3 separate regions of the Sus scrofa genome follow, and all the other regions are linked to region 3. Evidence: chromatin contacts called from public HiChIP or PLAC-seq data. All regions are on one chromosome and are shown on one strand. The core of a region is the stretch at or near the end of the contact, and the rest is flanking DNA. Distances in the headings are between cores, read along the strand shown. Region 1 overlaps CNIH3 (protein cornichon homolog 3). Region 2 overlaps CNIH3 (protein cornichon homolog 3). Region 3 overlaps CNIH3 (protein cornichon homolog 3).

What was found. HiChIP or PLAC-seq counts read pairs in DNA pulled down with a chosen protein or histone mark.
Region 1: a contact with region 3 is called in an H3K27ac HiChIP or PLAC-seq map of alveolar macrophages. The contact joins two enhancer-like sites. A contact is called at or near these places in 1 of 47 Hi-C or Micro-C datasets (fetal liver) and 1 of 2 datasets of contacts at active chromatin or transcription factors (alveolar macrophages).
Region 2: an H3K27ac HiChIP or PLAC-seq map of alveolar macrophages shows a contact between it and region 3. The contact joins two enhancer-like sites. A contact is called at or near these places in 2 of 47 Hi-C or Micro-C datasets (fetal heart ventricle and liver) and 1 of 2 datasets of contacts at active chromatin or transcription factors (alveolar macrophages).

What each region holds. Positions count from the first base shown.
Region 1 is chr10:12,919,370-12,922,713 of Sscrofa11.1, reverse strand. The region is part of intron 6 of CNIH3 (protein cornichon homolog 3); the gene reads right to left. Among named protein-coding and RNA genes, the nearest start is that of DNAH14, 130 kb to the left of the region's middle. Within about 2 kb of position 1,478, at least 1 of the 83 cell types and tissues checked has an H3K27ac peak or open chromatin away from gene starts, as enhancers often do. A contact at or near this core is called in alveolar macrophages, where this site is marked.
Region 2 is chr10:12,956,549-12,960,061 of Sscrofa11.1, reverse strand. It overlaps CNIH3 (protein cornichon homolog 3), which reads right to left. Exons shown (of 10, transcript XM_021064387.1): 8 at 1,900-1,982; 9 at 1,840-1,897; 10 at 1-371. The coding sequence ends at 344. Among named protein-coding and RNA genes, the nearest start is that of DNAH14, 90 kb to the left of the region's middle. Within about 2 kb of position 1,406, at least 1 of the 83 cell types and tissues checked has an H3K27ac peak or open chromatin away from gene starts, as enhancers often do. A contact at or near this core is called in alveolar macrophages, where this site is marked.
Region 3 is chr10:12,791,090-12,794,838 of Sscrofa11.1, reverse strand. All of the region lies in intron 3 of CNIH3 (protein cornichon homolog 3), which reads right to left. Among named protein-coding and RNA genes, the nearest start is that of WDR26, 36 kb to the right of the region's middle. Within about 2 kb of position 1,953, at least 33 of the 83 cell types and tissues checked have an H3K27ac peak or open chromatin away from gene starts, as enhancers often do. A contact at or near this core is called in alveolar macrophages, where this site is marked.

The DNA.
Region 1 (3,344 bases), core at 229-2,728, 130 kb before region 3:
GCTAATAGGCTGGAGATCCAGGAAGGGCCAATGCTGCTGCACAAGCCCCTCCTGCTTGGGGAGGTCAGTCTCTGCTCCACTGAGGCCTTTGACTGATTGGATGAGGCCCACCCACACTCTGGAGGGCAATTTGCTTTATTCAAAGTCTACCAATTAAATCTTAATCTCATCCAAAAAAAAAAAAAAAACCCTCAAAGAAACACCTAGAATAACGTACAATCACATACCTGGCACCATGGCCCAGCTAATTTGCCATATACAATTAAGCATCACAGGAGGTTGGCATTAATGAATTTATATTCATATTTTTTCTTTTTTCTATTTAGGGCTGCACTCATGGCATACGGAAGGTTCCAGGCGAGGGGTCAAATCAAAGCTGCAGCTCCTGGCCTCCACCACAGCTCATGGCAACACCAGATCCTTAACCCACTGAGCAGAGCCAGATATCAAACCTGCATCCTCATGGACATTATGTTGGGTTCGTAACCCACTGAGCCACAGTGGAAACTCTGCAATCTCATTTTTTGCTGCTCGTCACTCTAAGAGGGGTAAGATGATTCCTCCTCCTTTCCCTGCGAATATGTGGTAGACTGATAGCATTTATGGTGCCAGTGTATGGCCTCCATGCATCCACACCCTCTGCCCTGTAACTCCACAGTCCCTCCCACTGTGACCCTGGGCTTTGGCCACGTGACTCACTTCAGCCAGTAACAGGGCCCTAGCAGACTGGATGCAGACCAGAGCTTGAAGAAGTACTTGTGGATTTCCACTTCTTCTCATGCTTCTCTGTGACACCAGGAGCACCAGCCTGGCTTAGTCCTGGGAGGAGGCGATGAGGAGCAGAACCAGTTGTCCCAGCCAGATGAGCTCATGGTCTGCTGACTGCCAGACGTATGGGGTTTTTTGGTTTGTTTCTTTGACTGTTTGCTTTTTAGCGCTGCACCCATGGCATACGGAGGTTCCCAGGCTAGGGGTCAAATCAGAGCTGCAGTTTCCCCCCTACGCCACAGCCACAGCAACGCCAGATCCAAGCCACACCACAGCTCCTGGCAACACCGGATCCTTAACCCAGTGAGTGGTGCCTGGGATGGAACCTGCATCTTCATGGATACTAATCGTGTTTGTTACCACTGAGCCACAACGGGAACTCCCTGACTGCCAGACATATGAATGAGCTCCAGCCAAGACCAGAAGAACATCCATTCTCCCCAGAAGCCCGGCCAAGATTGGGGAACCACCAGATGACCCCACAGACTCATAAGAAACCTAAATGCTGGCTGTTGTGAGTGGCTATTAGTACGGCAATGGAGAGCTAATAAGGATGGGGCCAACCAGCTATCCAGCTTCGAGCCAGAGGGCTGAGCCCACCTGTAAGGCAGCTATTGTGAAGTCCTCTATTTTTCCCTTCTCCCTTGACCTTGGCAGTGGAGTGAAGTGAGGACAGGGCTCTTGCTCCAGCTTCTGGCTCAGCAGCCCCGTGACAGCACCACTATTTACGCAATGCGTAGACTGTCCCATCTTTCCCTCTGACTAACAAGGAGTTTGCCACAGAAAGCCTCTGAAAAATAAATTATACATGAGACACAGTTTCTGAACTAGTTGCAAGTTTTGTTCCAGGATATTTTTACTTTTCTTCAAACGTTCCCTGTAGGGGTGAATGATCCCCCCACGAAGTTAAATGGAAGTAGAAAAGAACCTTAAAGGAACCCACTTGGCCCCATCATGGTGAACCAAGCTTATTACAGGGGCCCTGAGGTCCTCGGTAGCTTTGGTATTTGCATCTTCCCTATAAAATAGCTGAGCAATATTGCTGCAGTGCTGGTCCTTAAGAAGCGTGTTTCAGGAGTTCCCGTCGGGGCGCAGTGGAAACAAATCTGACTAGGAACCATGAGGTTGCGGGTTCGATCCCTGGCCTCACTCAGTGGGTTAAGGATCCAGCGTTGTCGTGAGCTGTGGTGTAGGTCACAGAGGTGGCTCAGATCCTGCATTGCTGTGACTGTGGTGTAGGCCAGTACCCACAGTTCTGATTTGACCCCTATCCTGGGAACCTCCATATGCCTCGGGTGTAGCCCTAAAAAGGACAAAAAGACCAAAAAAAAGAAGCATGTTTCAAAGTGAACCAACAATTTCCTCTAACATGTGTTGATTGAAAATGTGGCCTCTGGTCGGCCAGACTTGCCTTCAAGAGCTTATGAACTATGACACCAGCTTATGAACTGTGACACCTGGGGTGTATCCTTAACCTCTCTAAGCCTGCATTCCCTCATCTGTTAAGTGAGGCTACTAATCATGACTACTTCGTAGCACTGTTGTGAGGATTAAAAGATTCCATTCTTTTACTTTATTTTGTCTTTTTTCTAGGGCCGCACCTGCAGCATATGGAGGTTCCCAGGCTAGGGGTCTAATTGGAGCTGTAGCTGCAGGCCTACACCAGAGTCGCAGCAACGCAGGATCTGAGCTGCGTCTGCAACCTACACCACAGCTCGTGGGAACAGCAGATACTTAACCCACTGAGCAAGGCCGGGGATCAAACGCAAACCTCATGGCTCCTACCAGATTTGTTAACCACTGAGCCATGACGGGAACTCCCATAGAGTCCATTCTTTTAACCACACATAGTAGTCACTTAAGAAAGGTAGCAGCAGAGTTCCCGTCATGGCTCAGCAGAAACGAATCTGACTAGTATCACTGAGTACCCAGGTTCAATTCCTGGCCTCGCTCAGGGGTTAAGGATCCAGCGTTGCCATAAGCTGTGGTGTAGGTCACAGACGCAGCTCGGATCTGGCATTGCTGTGGCTGTGGTGTAGGCCGGCAGCTGTAGCTCGGATTTGACCCCTAGCCTGGGAAATTCCATATGCCACAAATATGGCTCCAAAAAGACAAAAAAAAAAAAAAAAAAAAGAAGAAGAAGAAGAAGAAAGAAAAGAAAAGAAAAAAAAAGAAAGGTAGAAGCTGTTACTGTTGCCACGCTTTAGAAATCCCCCAAGCAATAGAGAATTCTGGTCTGGAAAACTTCTGAGTCAAGGATGGTCTCTCAGAGGCTTTCCACACAACTGCCTCTGAATTTATGCATCCCTGTTCCCTTTATTATGTCTGTCCCTCTATTAAAATACCACAGTCCCTCCAGAGCCCTGCAGGAAGACAGGCCTCAAGAGCTCAAAGACTGGCAATCAAGCCAATCCCTCGTGGCAGGAAGTGTCAGTAATTAGAGAAAAGGCACCACCTACTCCATGCTTCCAAGTGGCTAATGCATGACAAATTTTGTTCTCCAAAGTGACATGGCTCTTCCTCTAGGTTCTGGTATATAAATGCAGGTAGTGGCCTCCTCTTAGTCACAGAAATTG
Region 2 (3,513 bases), core at 157-2,656, 170 kb before region 3:
TTGCAGGGAGCCGTTCGATGAAGTGGATTCAGAAAGCAGCGATTCTCCATTCTTGCTCAGGAGAGGTTCGTGTTTCGTAACCCCTCGGGCCAGCTGAAGGGATCAACGGCCCGGGTGTGGGGTGTGAACAGCAAAGACAGACGCACAGGGCCGCAACACATGCGCACGGAGGGCTGACTTGGCCGCTGGCTGCTGCGTGCTTCCGGCTCCCCATTCAGAGTGGCTGCCCATCTCCTTCAGTCACAACCCCACACTGGTCCCCTCTCCAGCCACCCGTAGAAGCGGACTTCTCCATCTCAAGCCTCTCCCATCCCAGTCTCTGAGGATGTGCGTGGTCTCCGAGTTAGGAGCTCACTAAAGTGTAGATCATGCTGGATGCAAAAGGAAGAGGAAGAGAAGGCATTAGAGAGACCTTCCAAAAGCCGGACGCCTGCTTCTTTCTCACCACTGTCCCCCAACCATCTCCTCTCTCCCCATAGACCTCCCCTACTGCGTCCCACAACACTGGACAAAGCGTACTGGTCCCTCAGATGAAAGCTGTGACTGCTCTGAGTGCTATTATTATTCTCAACAGGATGACTGTTAAGGTTGTTATTCCTTTCTTGCAATCACAGGGCGGGTCCCCAAGGGCAGGGCGGGGTGGGGGTGGGGGTGTGGTGGATTCATTATCCTACCAGCTGCCACATGCGCATGTGTCCAGGGGCTCCCAGACTTCTTTTTTTTTTTTTTTTTTAGGGCCGCAACTGCAGTATATGGAGGTTCCCAGGCTAGGGGTTGAATCAGAATTGTAGCTGCCGGCCTACACCACAGCCACAGCAATGCCAGATCCTTAACCCACTGAGCAGGGCCAGGGATTGAACCTGCGTCTTCACGGATACTAGTTGGACCCTTAACCCACTGAGCCATAATGGGAACTCCCACGGGCTCATTTTTAAGTGCTGGATATGTGCAGCTGCTTCCCAGCCAGCTCCAACCTAACCCAAACCCTGAGGTGGCCCTAAATTCTAACCTCCCCACCCTCACTGGCTACTGTCATCCAGCCACTTTGGAGGCCACACTGGGACACTGGGAGATATCACGGCCTGCGGCAGGTAGGGACAGAGGAGCAAGGGTGCAGGTGAGACGCCCCAGAGCTGAGCCCCAAGGGGACCAGGAAGGAGGAGGAGAGGTTTTCAGAAAAGGCTCTCTCTGGGGGTATCAAACTACCAGCCAGTCTATTTAGAGCTACGTGCTTAGTTAGGATGTTCTGGGTAAAGAGGTGGGAAGAAGGGAGATTCCCGAAACAGAATTACAAAATCAGCAGGTTTTACTTAATTAGAATGGTGTTACGTAACATGGGCAGAACTGTAAGTACAAGCATCTCATGACCCAGCATGCCATTTGTGACGTGTGACCACTGCCGGGGGTTTCCGGTGAGGTCTCCGGGAACGCCTTCACACGGACTAGAGGGCAAGGGCCATGAGGCCCGGCATCTAGGGCCACAGGTGACCCGGGCGGCTGAGCTGCAGGGCTGCCACAGGCAGGGCGCCCTGTGGAGGAGAAGTGACCAATGGCACCGCTCAGTCACCGCCTCGGAGGCCTTGGTAGAATGTGTTTTGCCGTGTCGCCCAAAGGATGCGCCTGCCCACTGGCCAGGCCTCCTGCAGGACCTTCTGGCTTCCTCACTCCTTTATGCAGAAGTCCTGGCTCCCAAACCAGTCAGAGAGCTGCCCTCATCCCCAACAGCCTGTGACCCCCGCTCTCCAAGCCACTCCCACCCCAATGAAGACCAGGAGGTGGGCCCAAAAAGCCCTCCATCTGCTGCAGGGGTCAAACCCACCAGGGGGGCCAGCAACTCACCAGTAAAGGTAGTAGAAGAAGGAGAGGAGATAAAAGGCCAGCTTACACCAGGCCTCTTCTGACAGTAACTCAAGGTGTCCGCGTTCATGACCACGGGCGGGTCGTAGGCGAGCTCAGAGCTGTCTGCTGGACAGTGGAAATACCTGCAGGAAAGACAATGAGGCATCATTGGTTCTGTGGCTAGGACGGGACATCTGAAGTCGTCTGGGCCGGCTCCCCTCACACTGGAGTGCCCTCTGAGGAATCTCTGCTAATCCGGGATCTGCTGCCTGCCACAGCATCGCTGATCACAGCCTGGGCACTGCTAACAAGCAGCTCGGCCACCGTCTGCTAGCAGGTGGCAACGCCCAAGTCCTCAGATCCACCAGCATCACAGTGATGCCCTGAGAGAAGGAAAACGTGTCAGCTGGAGTTACCTGGCAGGTACCAGGAAGAGCTCCTTTCTCCAGGGATGCAGCGGGGTGGGATAGGGTTGGGGGTCTGCCATGTGTAGGGATCTGAGGATCAGTAGGGGACATAGGTGTAGCTAGACATCAGCCGCATCTCTGATGCCTAATGTCACTGTCCCACAGTTCTGCCTTAAACATTAATTACTTGGATTAAGCATTAATTACTTGTGGATAATCCTTCTTCCAAAACGCTTTTAAAATCCCGAATACCCTGGAGGGGCGTGATATTCTTCCACTCAAGTGTGGAAGAGTTTGCAGGTAATTTTCTCCTTGATGGAAGGACACAGAACAGCAACGAGAACAGTGCCCACGGCGGGGAGCGAGCAGCCCCAGAAGGAACGTGGATAAGCCCAAGAGCAGTGCGTGCAAGAGGGGAGGGAGGGGAAAGCAGACGTGTCCTCTTCGGAATATCACCTCTGGGCCACGTGAACCGGCCCTGCTCACAGAGGCGAGAAAGTCTGGACGTGGTCAGGCAAGAGGCCCCCAGGGCCTCATTCAAAGCCGAAGAACACGGTGACACTGCAGTCGCTGGCGCAGCTCTCTGGTCAGTCTGGTGAAGGAATCGGGGGCCGGGTACAAAGGAACAGTCTCAGGAGGCTCTGGGACAGGCATGGTCCTTCTCCAGCGAGAGCGAGGAGGACCAGGCGCGGGCTCTGCCCGGCTTCCTCCCGCCGGCTTTGAAGAGCATCTCTGTAACGCAGCAACTCCCGGAGCTGGTGTCTCAGGTCCCTCTTCGTCCCCTTCAGAAGACAGCACTGACGCTATCTGCCATCCACTCTGGGCCGAAAGGAACTCACAAACCAGATGCCATGACATGTGCCAGCTCACGACGCTCCGGGCCCCGCACCTCTCCTCTTCCCAGGAGCAGAATACAAAACCTATTCGCTTTCACTGTGGCCTTGTTCCCAGCGACCTCATTAAGTGGAAGCAAGAGGTGGCCGGGTGGCGGAGCGGCTCTGTGGACAGAGCCGGGGCTCTGTGGCTCTCCTGTCACCAGACTGAGCTTCCTCGGCTCACCCGTCATCTCCCTGAGCCTCGCTCAGTCATCTGGAAAAGGGGGGGAACCGCCTAAACACCAGGGCTGTTGTGACCATTATCTGAGGTGACCGAGGCAAAGAACAGGTCCTGACCCAAGGTGCACAGCCCTGCCTGTCCCGAAGCAAACCGAGAGCTGGGCAGAGGGGACTTGGCCCCAGCAGCACCATCACTGGGCTGGTCCTGCTGG
Region 3 (3,749 bases), core at 704-3,203:
GTACTGAGTGTGAGAGTATAGGGAAATACAGCACATTTTCCCCAGACAAATGCAACGTAGAATTAATATATGCAATTGTATGTGAGGAGGGAGAAGGGGGATAGAAGAAGGATTAATCTTACCAGGAAAACTGAAGAGATACAGCAGCAGAGGTAGCACTTGAGCAAGGCTTTGAAGCATGTGTAGTAGGACTCTGGTCAACAGAAGCAAATGGTACATTCCAGGAAGCAGCAGTGAGGGCGGGGTCTGGTTGGGGGTAGGCATGGAAATGTGAAGTTGCAGGGTATATGGTGTGAAAAACGCTGAATGCTTCCTTAGGTTCTAGACCCCCTTCCTTCTTTCCAATTGTCCCAATATCCATTCAGGTGTCCATTCAATTATGGGGGAAACTTTTAGTGTAAGGAGAAACCTTGTAGTGGTACATCCCCTTGGCCACAGGGATTGGTGCAAGGGTAAACAGATGACATAAACAAGTCTAATCAAGATGAAGATGGGTTAGGAATGCTGAGGCAAAGACATTCTATCTTTAGAGACATGAACAAAGAAGCACGAAGCCCAAGAGTTGCTGGCAATCATCTTGGAACCATGAGAGTCAGATAGAAAGAAATTGGGTCCTTGGGGAAATTGTTGAGCTGCTGGATCAAGCCGTGCCTGAAGCTCAAACCGATAATGGCTTTTTTTCCCCTTAAGTCAGGATCAAATAAATCCCTATATTGTATAAGCCAATTTGAGGCAAGTTTTTCATTTCTCGATATTCAAGAGATGATCTGAAATCATGTATAGCAGGAATTGGGGGGGGGGCTACATGGAGGGATGTAAAAGACATTGAAACTTGAAAAGTATTAGAGGGTTAAATCCTGAGAGGTTTTCCTTGAGCCATGGTAAGGTACTGGAAGTAGGCAGAGAAGAGACCCACTGAAAACTGTTGCAAAGGGGAGGTGGCACAGTAGACTCTGTATAAGGAAATTAACTCTGATGGCAGGATGAATGATAGACTGCAGGGAAGAGAGATTAGAAGCAAGAAAATGTGATTAGTAATGAGTCTGGGAGAAGGACATTTTATCAAGGATCCCCAGATGTCAACATTGCTGGGAGTGGAGAGGGGAGGCAAGCACAGATACTCCTGTGACAACCCCTCTTATCAGCACCAAAGGCCTTTCCTTTGCCCTTAGGGGCACATGGTATACAGTGGAGAGTCCACATCCTAATACTGCAATATCTCCAAAGGCTAACCAGTTGTCTAAAAAGTTTCAAGTAACAGGAATTTTTATTTTTATTTTAAATTTTTTTTTAATTTTTTCTTTTTATGGCCATACCTAAGTTCCCAGGCTAGGGATCAAATCAGAGCAGCAGCTGCTGGCCTACACCACAGCCACAGCAATGCTAGATTCGAGCTGTATCTGTGACCTATGCCACAGCTTGTGGCAACACCAGATCCTTAACCGAGTGAGGCCAGGGATTGAACCCCCATCTTCAGGGACACTGTGTCAGATTCTGAACTCACTGAGCCACAATGGGAACTCCCTCAAGGAACAGGAGTTCAAACAATAACAACAAAATTTTTTTAAGGGCCGTACCTACGGCATATGGAAGTTCCCAGGCTAGGGGTCTAATCGGAGCTGAACGTGCCAGCCTACACCACAGCCACAGCAATGCCGGATCTGAGCCACATCTGCAACCTACACCACAGCTCAGGGCAAAAAAAATTTTTTAATTTAAATCAAAGTTCGTTTTAATTTACTTAAATGTTTAAACCAACAATACTTTTAAAGGGTGGGGGAAAAATACATCCCCAAACAACAAGCTGTAACAAAGTGTCTCAATTCCCAAAGGTTTGTGAATCACTGATGGAGATCATGGGGCTCCCAGCTCCCCTTTCTGGAGGGAGCATCCATCACCACATGGCTTCTCAGGCACCTGGGCAGCTGCCAGTGAACTAGCGCCTTCTAGAGCCTGTGCACAGTGAGGGGCCTCCAGCGCTCACGTGGCGCCAGTCCTTATACCCACGAGAAGATATAAACCTCTCCCGCAGCAACATCAGCATCTTCATTTTCTCTTACTGCACCCCGAGAGCCCGCCTTCCCAGCTGCCCTTGCCACTTCGCTGTTCTGATGCTGCCTTGGGCTGAGCATGCCAGGGTCGAGATGGTTCCCCTCCACGTCGCCCCCTGCCTTGTCGCTTCCTCCCTGGTGCCGTACCAGCGCCTGATAACCTTGCCACCGCTCCCATCCTGACTCATTTTCCAGTCTTTCCCACAGGCAGACTGCCACCTGCATTCCAAACCCACTGCTGAATTTACATAATTCCAATCGCTTTCATGGCCAGCTTCCTGTTTTTGTAAACTCCTGTACCATTTTTTTCAGCCCTCGGCCAACCCTGTCCCGCTGCATCCTAAGAGGCTTCCACCCCGTGCTTTCCCTTCTGGTTTCAGAAATAGAACCGCCCAGTGGTTTCCAATCCGGAGAGTTTCAGACGAGCTTTTGCCTTCACTGGTTACTGGCTTCCTCTTAACAGAAAGAAGTTTCGAGCTGAGTCAGAGAAGAGAGCCGGGCCCAGCGGTGGTGATTCATTAATGTTGCTAATGACAGCCCTGCCACCGCCACCACCGACCACCATCAAAGCTGCTTCTGCTGAGGCCGCCATGGTCTCCATGTTAGTCTAACCCTCGGAGCCCAAGAAATTGAAGCTGTTTTCCTGCTTTTCTCTTCCAGATGGCATATTGGTAGCAGCAGTCAGCACAGGCCAAGCAAGGTTGGCCTTAGCACTGGGAGACCAGATGGGCCCTGAATCGGGGTGATCTCAGGGAAGCCCAGGAAAGCACCTCGGCTTCAAAATAACTTCCCACTTCCCCCACCCTCCCTTTCCTCTGGGCCTGACGGTTCCTCCCGCTGAGCTTTATTGGGTCTCCCTTTAAGATACAAATGCGGCTTAAACAGGTCACTCACACCCAAATATGATTAATGCAATGAGCTCACTTTGGAAAACACTGATCACTTGAGAAAAGCAGATGGGAGCTACACAGTGACAGTAACGATAACTCAAAGACCGTCAGGCCAGGAAAGTGACACAGATGTCAACTCCTTCTCGGTTTTGCCCAGGCCTGGGCTTGGCAGCAGGATCAACAGCTGGGAAGTCACTCTAGTTTGGAGATTTCTCCTGATTCCAAGATGGTCTCAAAGAGCCTCAACAGAGAGCAATCCACACAGAAACTGCTTTATAAATGCACGACTAAAATAAGCTACGCAGTTACTGTAACGATAAAGCTGTCACTGTCACAACCAAGCTCTCAGGTCTTCTCACAGCCAAGTCTATGGCATGCATTGTCCTGTCTAATCTTTATAGCCCCCTAGGAAGTATAGCTTTTCTCCTGATTCTAGAGGCAGAGGGTGGGCGTGACTCCACAAGGAAATCTGACCCAGGTTTTCAGGCTCAAAGGATCATAATACATCACAGTACAATGGGTTAGTTCCTAGATTTATTAAAAATTTAGATATCATTCACATAATATAAAATTCACCATTTTCAAGTGTACAGTTGGATGGGGTTTTGTAGATTCAGTTATCTGACCGCCGCTAACTCATTCCATGAGCCAGCAGCACCTGAATGGGCAGATGAGAAGGTCTGTCCCCAGGCTGATTGGGCCAATCAGCCCCTCCTCCTCCAGTGGATGGTACTGGACAGATGCCAAAAGACACAAGAAAGGAGGCAAGAGCAGAAGCCTCAAGGAAGCAGAAGTTCTGAGGTCCTGA